Linked DNA regions of Anas platyrhynchos: region 2 is linked to region 1. A link is a contact called in public Hi-C data. All regions are on one chromosome and are shown on one strand. Each heading gives the region's core, a stretch centred on a gene start, on an enhancer-like site or on the middle of the called end of the contact. The rest is flanking DNA. Distances are from core to core; before and after follow the strand shown. Region 1 overlaps LOC140002117 (a long non-coding RNA gene). Region 2 has its middle 17 kb from the start of TOMM20.

Region 1 (4,188 bases), core at 688-3,187:
GTGTGTTCAGATGTCTTGAAACCCAGCTACAATCTGTTGTTGGATTTGCAGAATGACAGGCTTACTGCGCTTTCTAAAACCCAATACCCAAGCTCTACATTTTATCATGGTTTTTATTACCTATCTTAAAAGTGGGATTTTTAAGTCACATTGAAGTAAAGCTTCAATTACATCCTGTTAATAAGTAATCACTTAATTATGACCTAGTGCAAGATCCTACCCCACCAAAGACTGGTGTTTAGAGGATTATGCCTGCAGGGATGAGGACAGTTTAGTTTCAGAGCTGTATCTCCTTGGAGTGACTGTTCCTGATGGATTGTGAACAAAATTGTATTGTGAAATATATGTCCTTATTGGAGTTGCTGTTAACTTCATAATTGCTCTGTAATTACTAAAGAGAGAGTATCTTGCACTTCTGACAGCCAGGTGCACGTATTGCTTAATCTGTCTCCATTATTGACTTGGCTCAGTTCCTGCGGGTGCTTTCCTATTTTCTTTCAGTTGTGCAATACCAAAACTGACTAAACGGCGCTTCTGCTGTTTTGTTCCTGCTTAGGAGCTAACAACAAGAGCAAATAGAGGTGAAGTTCAGAGAAACTGGAGAGGGTGCCTGCTGCTGGAGGGAGCAGGGCCTGGTCAGCCCTCCTGCCCACATGGGCTGCTGCAGCTTGATACGAGGTGACAAGATGGCTGCTGGAGGAGAGGTGGAGGGTCTGCCTCCTGGACAGCTTCTCATGGGAGTTTGGGCTTTAAACAAAGGTTTATCTCACTGTGATCAAGAGTGGGACAGCAATGAGGGTAACAGTGGGTTCTCAGCAGCTTCAGGAGTGCTTCCTGCCCTGGGAAGTGCTATCCCTGTCCTGTAGTATACTGGCTCCGAGCTTGTGCTAAAACATCGTGGGTTGCCAGGTTTTCCTGAGGCTGGGGGATACTTCAGTGGCCTGGGCTACATGCACTGGCATCCTACTAGAGTCTTATGAAAGGGCTTCTTGGTGTAATCAAGCAGCAGATAAGGCTGGGGAGAGAGAATGAGAACCTAGCTCCTCTCCCATTGGCACTCTTTGAGCACAGAGAGCTGAATGCATGAAAGTTTTTAACTGTTTTCACTTGCATGTAAAGAACACATTTATTCCTCTGGAGAAAAAAAAAAAGAAAAATATTTCTGGACTACATGACCAAGGAACAGCAATCTCACGGGAGTACTGTCACGTTTTGGCTCCCCAGCAGAGCAGAAAGCAGTGGAACAGCTCACTCCAAGTGCAGCATACTTGTCAGGTGTGTACCACCCATGCAAGGCTTATGGAGCCCAGGGGTGCTGTTGTTAGCCCCCAGCTGTGGGGGAACACCTGCCCAGCTCCCTGGTGCCCCTGTGCGCAGGCTGCCATGAGCGTGTTTGCTCTGCTCCTGCACCTGGGGCTGTGTCACTGCCCTTGTGCTCTGCTGTGATGGGGAGGTGGGTCCACCTTGGGATGCAGAGACAAACTTTCAGGATGTTTGTGTCACCTTTCCCTTTGGTGATGTCTCTGAGGTCACACGGTGCCAGCATATTCTCCTGTTCCTTGTCCTAATGGGCTAAATGTGTAGAAATGTCTGCCCTGCCTGTTCTCAGTTGTCTGCTTGTCCATGCAGGGTAGGCAAGGCAGAAGACTTTCTGCCTCCTTGAGCTAGTAGGAGTGCACTTCGTGTTATAATAGGTGAGCTTTTTGGTTGCTGCAGCTCCCCTTTTCCCATTTCCTCTCTCATTACTACCTATTTTCTGCTGAGGAACTTTTTAAACATGAGACAAAGCAAAACAGACTTGTTTCGGGCGGCATTGCACAAGAGCAGAAGGGGGAATTTTTTTTATTTCAGTAAACAGTCGAGCCTTCAAGGCCTTGCAGTCGGTGCAGTTCTAGGAAACACTTTAAACCGGAGAAGGATATGAGACTTTGTGACTCATGCTTTTTATAGATTACCAGTTTCACAGCCTTGGAGGCTGATAACCCCAGAGAGCAGGTGCAGCAAGCGTGGTGTGGAGGCCTCACCATGCAGGCAGGTAGCTGCAGTGCAGACATGGGGACCTGTGGCCTCACGTGTGAGGATGCCCTCATCCTCCCAACCTCTGCTGCTGCTCTGGGTGTTAGCTGCCATGCTGGCTTTGGGATTTGGACTGGACACATGCCTGTGTTGGGCTGGTGGGACCAGAGGGTGACTACATGCACCCTGATGTGAAACTGTAGGCTTAGAGGGAGCAGGAAAAAAAAGGCTGTTTGGGGAGGCTGGAGGCTATAAGGAGGGATCTGGGCAGAAGCAGCTGCTTGCCACAGGGTGGGGAAAAAAATCAGTTTCATGTACCCACAGGCATACATCCTAACAGGGATGAGAGCATGTGGGGTAGGCACTGGGCTCAGCGTGCTGGGGCTGGAGGGAAGCTCTGCGTGCAGCCCATTTTGTGCACAGTGTTATTGCTGCTGCACCTTTGCTCCCAGTAGATTTATGGCTTCTCATGCAACTTTTGCCAGTAAATGGAAGTGGCTTGATTGGGAAGTGGAAGAGATGCAAATGCAGCATGACTGCACTTTATTAGATACAGTTGCAGGACAGCTAATGGTTCAGCTTGGGATTAATGCTGGAATCTAAGTGCAACTCTGCAGTAGTTCACAACATAGTCATTTTTGGAGCTACAAAACCTTCTTTTCCCTTGGTTGTGGCATGCTCCTGCATGTTGTCCCTTCAGATACCATGTGTCCAGGTGCTTTCTACACAGATGCAGAGAAAATGTTAGGCCTACTGCTCCAGGAAAACAGCCCGGACCTCTGCATCTGCTATCAGCCAGATGGGAATCGGCTCCTTTATGCCTGTTTCTGTTTTAGTCTCCTCCTGAGAGTGTTTTCCCCCAGATGCTTGGTTCTCACTGGAAACTTTCATGTGGGAGCATTGTTTTTAAAGGGCTCTGATAAGTGTGATCCCACAGCTGGGCTGAGTGCTGGCACGAGGCCCCCCTGGGCACGATGCCCCATGCTGTGGGGTGCTGCTGGCCCAGTGCACCTTGTGGTGCTGATTCTGGGGTGCAGCTTGGCCTGATGGTGTGGAGCATGTGCACTGGTATGTAAGGTTTCATCCTGCAGACCTTTGTGGCTGAGTCTCTGCTGTGTGCAGGGGCTTGCACAGAAGCACGAGGATGGTGCCCATTGGCTGCTGCCTCAGTTACCTTGGGGTAAGTTAGCCAGGTTGTAGATTAACTGTGCCCTAAAGTCCAGCAATTTCAGAGCCATTATAGATATGCCATAATGTGTATCTGTTTGACTTCATTCCTTCTTAACTCTGTTTCTCAAAGGCAAATAGACTAAACACAGGCTGTCCCTGCAGCCCAGGCTAATGCAGGCTGCTGTTACCTGCCTTCACCCCAAACAGGGTGGGATGGGATGTTCCCTGCTGCCCTGCCAGCAGCTTCTCATCCTTCCTGCGTCTTGTGAAGGACGTCTGGGGGTGTCAGTCATGCTGCTGGGCACGTGCTGTGGAGATGGCCAGAAGAAATAAGGGAGAAAAATAACTCAGAAGGATTTTCTTTCAGTATTTTCTTGTCCACAGACCCACTTCTCTTTTAATGAATGCACTATTGGCACAGCCCTCAAACAAATGCAGAAGGCATTGGGAAACGTGTGTTGACTTATAGACAGCTGGAGCGTTAGTGTGGTTCACAGAAACACCCATTGCTGAGAAAGTACTCATAAAAACAAGCAGCCGCTCACAATAGCTTAACACTTCCACTTCTGGCTGGGACAAGGAAGTGCTGACTCCTTAGGAAAACAAGTGTGCAGACGTGCGCAGGTATAGCTGAACTGTAGGAGGGATTTGGCTTCCAAACAGCTCTGATTCATCTGTAGGAATCCATTCACTTGGCCCTTGCAGCGTGGCTGGGGTCAAAGCTCCAAGTGAGAGGAGGAAGGGGGTTTTGGGTGGCATGGGAAGGGGAGAAGGGGAAAGACAAATCCAGGCCCAGATTTTGCAGCCATCTTCTGTTCCTACCATGGCAGAAATCAAAACCCAGATCCAAGCATCCCTTCCCTGTGGGACAGGGGAGCACAAAGTTTGCCTCCTGGACATGTCTCTCATGTTCTTCTCTGTCTCTGGAATTGTGCTACTGAGCTTGTGAGCAGAAAATAAAGTCGATAGCATCGACCTCTGCAAAACTCTGTGCATGCTGCA
Region 2 (4,192 bases), core at 232-2,731, 79 kb before region 1:
TCCCTGATTTTAAATAAAAGTTTTTAGAAAATGGATTGCAGTCTCACAACCAGCAGTGGTTCAGGCTCAGGTTCCTTCATGACCTCTCCTTTTCTAAAATTCACTGTTCAAATTCTGCTTCCCCAACTTCTAGTTATGTTCCAGATCTTGCATGCTTATCACAGGGGGTGACAACACAAGCTTTGCTGTTGATTGATTCAGCAGGGACTTTGTAAATACTCTACAAAGCATTCATGGGTCACTGTAGCATCCGTAGTCATCAAAGTATTCCTATAGGTTCTCCCTCGGGGCTTTTGAGGAAGGGCTGCTGTAAGACTGATTTACTGGAGCAGCATGCATTAGATTTGTTTTGGGGAACTTAACTGCATTTTCCTTTCTTGGCAAAGAAAGTTATTTTTGCTACTATCACAGAATATCACCTTCATTAATATGGCTATTTAGGGCATAAACAGAACAGCTGTGCTCCTAGGAAGCCTCACAGGATCCAGGGACCAAAGGCATGGAGCTAATGATTAGCTAGACATACCATTCTTCACGCCGGGGCCAAACGCAATCTCCTGCTAATCACCTTTCATCCCATTTAAGGTGTGATAGTGGTCATGTATTTCCAGTGGGAAGTGCAAGAGCAGAACGCATGTCGCCAAAAGGCAGAGGTCTGTGGGCGGTCTTGGATTCCTGGTGCAAGGCTTCTTCCATTGCCCCCCAAAATGACAGTCTCTCCTGGTGGAGTTCAGGCGCTAGGACTGGTTTTGTTTCCCAGATAAGCAGGGTTCTGCTGTGGCCAGAACTTTCCAGCGTCACACCTCTCAGTGAACATCAGAATTCACGTGGACCAAGCTGCTTTTTCTTTTCAACTTGCCACCTGAAGGTCATACAAAATAATCAATTTGCTGTCCTTTGCTGGGTGTCTTCCAAAAGTAAAGTGCCTTTCTTTTGCTATTTGGGGGACTTGGTATTTTGGCTTTTCTTTTTTTCAGTGTTGAAAGGCTAACATTTGTGTTCTGTTCAGAATAAAAGGGAAATGTGTCAGCAGCGAGGTACTTACTGGAGAGCTAGCGTCAGAGCACGCGGTGCGGAGGTATTTGGTCTGATGCGGTTGGGTATAGGGCATCAGCTCTAGATTCGTGCCCATCACCTTGGGACAAGCCCTTGTCTTGCTGCAGACATCTGTCCGTACAACAGAGAACATGACAAGGCTGCTGTAGCTCTGTGTGTGGCAGCAATGGGCGACGTCAATCTGCAGGCCTCGGTGTAAACACCAGCTTTTCACAGCAAAGCCAAGTTGCTCTTAAACTTCCTTTTGGGGGCATTTTCCCCTTTTCGCCTTGCCTCCCTACACCTACCGGTTACAGACCAAGTGGTTTTGCAGTTGTCGAGCTCGGTTGTAAAACGCTGGAAGGAAACTCAGCCCCGTTTTCACGGAGGTGCCTGCTGCGTGCACAGGCACAGGGAGGTGAGGTTGGGAGCTCGCAGAGCCCCAGGTATTGGGGCTTGCCAGGGGCTGTGCCGCTAGATGGCAATGTGGTACTCTCGGAGCTGGGACTCCCCGTCCCTGTAAAATTCTTGCTTTTTCTGTATTTATCTCTGCCAAACTGATGATTGCACCCACCACCCCGGCAAGAGAACAGAACAAAATCATTTCATAGAACATTACAGCTGTTGTGCCTCTTTCTTTTCTTTCTTTTTGCCTTTTTTCCCCCCCCCTTAGTTCTTTGTCCCACAGCAGGGTGCAGAGGTTTAAAAACCTTCTTTCTTAATCGCTCGCCTTCTAAAAACAGAGAAAACACAGCCTCTTGGGAGCAATTAGCTGTGAGAAAAGCATTTCTCAAACAATTGCCAGGAAATATTGTCTTGACCGATATTCCTGATGTAACACTGTCGTTCTCAGTACTGTTATTCTAAGATACTTGACTGCAAAAACAGCAGGGTACGGATCTGTAATATATGATCTGCAGTTTACCACCTACCTTACCTTTTTTATATCCATTTACTTTCTGTTTGTGTCCTCCCTGCAGCCCCCCCCCCCCCCCTCCCCTGGAGCTATTCTGCTTAGGAGAGTGAAGAATTATTTGTAACTCTCCTCTGCTGACTGGTGTATCAGGCCAAGGCTCTGACAAGACACGGCTGAAAATTAAGGTTATGCCTCTGCTGTGCAGGCTCCAGATTGAAATTCTGTGGCAGTGCACTGTGGAGGAGGTCAGGCTGCATCATTACAGCGATCCCTCTTGGACTCAGAACCTGGCAGCCTCGCTGTACGTGAGGTTGGTGAAGCCTGAATTTGAGTGGGAGCAGCTTGTGAGCAGGTATACGTGAAGCAGGCGGCAGCTGTACGCTGAAACCAGGGTCCTGAGCCTGGAAGCCCTCTCCCCATTGTTGTATTCATGGCAGATGGGCTGGGCTGCAGGGTGCAGAGAGGTCTGAGGAGCAGTGGTGAACTTCCAGCACTGAAAGCCCAAATCAGCAGCAGCTAGGAACCACTGCTAGCTAGGTAGATACGCATACACCCATGGCCTTTCACATGCACAGCCATACTTGTTTGTATTGCAAGGCTCAAATTTTGTCCCTCTTTACGTAAATTCATGGAGATTTGAGAAACGAGCCTCACTCTGTGGGACAGGGTGTGAACTGAAGCACCTTCTGGAAGACAGACAGCAGTGTAATCCTTTCATTCAACCCTGTCTGCAGCTGCTTTTTATAAACTTGGCATAAATACGTACTCAGTGAGGCCAGGCCTGTGTAGCTGGAAAATATTTTCCACCGTCCAAAAAAACAGAAGATTGGAAAAAGAGCCCAGAAATTGTGCATAACATGGAATGGCTTCGCTTGTGGTTTTTTTCCATGACTTCCTCAGCTCATTTTTCTGCTGCCAATTTTAGAAGCCCATAAGTCATACTTGTTAAACTTTCTCAGTTAAAATGTAACTCGAAGAACAAAGTCATATGATATGTTGAAGCCAAATACTCGTTGCGGAGCCTCTGACTTGAGAACAGCTACCCTGACTTGGCCAGCTTGCAGTCCTGCCTCTGGTCCCGGGGCAGGCAGGGCCAGGGGCAGGTGAGTAGCATGAGGCATGACAATGTGTCCCCTCCCAGACCAAGACCTCAGCAAGGATTTCTCCCTGCTTTTGCTAGGATAATCAGGCCTGTGGTGTGTTATGTTGCAGAGCAGTTGTTCTGGAAGGGGAGAAGTTTCAGCTCCTCCACTAGAAGCACTTTAACTAGGAGGTGAAGCCGAAGAGGGAACGAGAGGAGGCAGCACAGAGACCAGCAGGGCCCAGCAGTTGAGAAGCTGATGTAGGTAGGAGCTGTTGCCATCAGGGTAAACTAGCTGAGGAGTGAGGAGAGAGAAGAGAGTGCCAAGAGAGAAAGTGAATTTGCTGGAGGGTTTGAAGAAAGGGCATCCGCACTTCAGTGCATTTTTAAGTGTTGAATCAATATGGAAGTACTCGCGTGCCAGGAGCAATATTTTCATTTGCCAATTCTGCTCTCTTATAAGGTGATTGTGCTCACACCCGAGCCCCAAATGGTTGTCCTAAAGCACCGTCTCTTTGTCCAAATTTTGCTCTGCTCCCTCCCACGGGACAAGTCCCGGGTCACCGCTGTGGAGGGGAGTTGCTCTAAATTTACATTTGGGCGATAGCCGAGGGTGGAATTTGGCTGTGGGCGCTGCCAGCAGCGCTGCTCCAGCCAGCCTTGTCCGAGGCAGCGCGTGCATCCCTGGTGCTGTCAGTCCCAGCCTGCACCCCTGGGACGTGGTGCCTCGGGAAGGCAGGGAGCACCGGCCTGAGCTGCCTGAGGCAAGCAGGGCCTTTGCAGTCGCTGGGAAGGAGCCTTCCAGCCCTGCCTCCCTGTGCTGGGAAGGAACAGCACGGAGACTCGCCCTCTGCAGTAGAATAAAAGTGTATCTGTGTTTCTTTCCCCTAAATAGCAGCCTGTGAGTTTGGTTCTGGCCCTGGCTGTAAGCTGGGAAGCGGCCCCAGAAGCCCGCCTTTCGATGGCAGGGCAAAATGCCCTTTCAACATCCGTGTGGTCTTCACGGGAAGGGAGGAACTGAACAAACCCACTGGAAATCAGCAAGGGTGTTGTAATGTTTTTTTGGAAAGCCGGTTTCAAAACCCCAGTGGCTGCCTCGCTCTCTCCTGGCAGCCGCTTCCTGTGCCATGACATCCAGGGAGGTGGTGGTGACTGATGTA

The links. Hi-C and Micro-C count contacts between places; a contact is called where the count stands out from the background.
Region 2: a Hi-C map of skeletal muscle shows a contact between it and region 1, with 2.7 times the contacts expected there. The contact joins two enhancer-like sites. A contact is called at or near these places in 2 of 8 Hi-C or Micro-C datasets (liver and skeletal muscle).

Annotation. Positions count from the first base shown.
Region 1 is chr3:26,865,815-26,870,002 of IASCAAS_PekinDuck_T2T, reverse strand. All of the region lies in intron 1 of LOC140002117 (a long non-coding RNA gene), which reads left to right. Among named protein-coding and RNA genes, the nearest start is that of IRF2BP2, 77 kb to the right of the region's middle. Within about 2 kb of position 1,937, at least 5 of the 8 cell types and tissues checked have an H3K27ac peak or open chromatin away from gene starts, as enhancers often do.
Region 2 is chr3:26,944,835-26,949,026 of IASCAAS_PekinDuck_T2T, reverse strand. No RefSeq gene overlaps it. Among named protein-coding and RNA genes, the nearest start is that of TOMM20, 17 kb to the left of the region's middle. Within about 2 kb of position 1,481, at least 4 of the 8 cell types and tissues checked have an H3K27ac peak or open chromatin away from gene starts, as enhancers often do.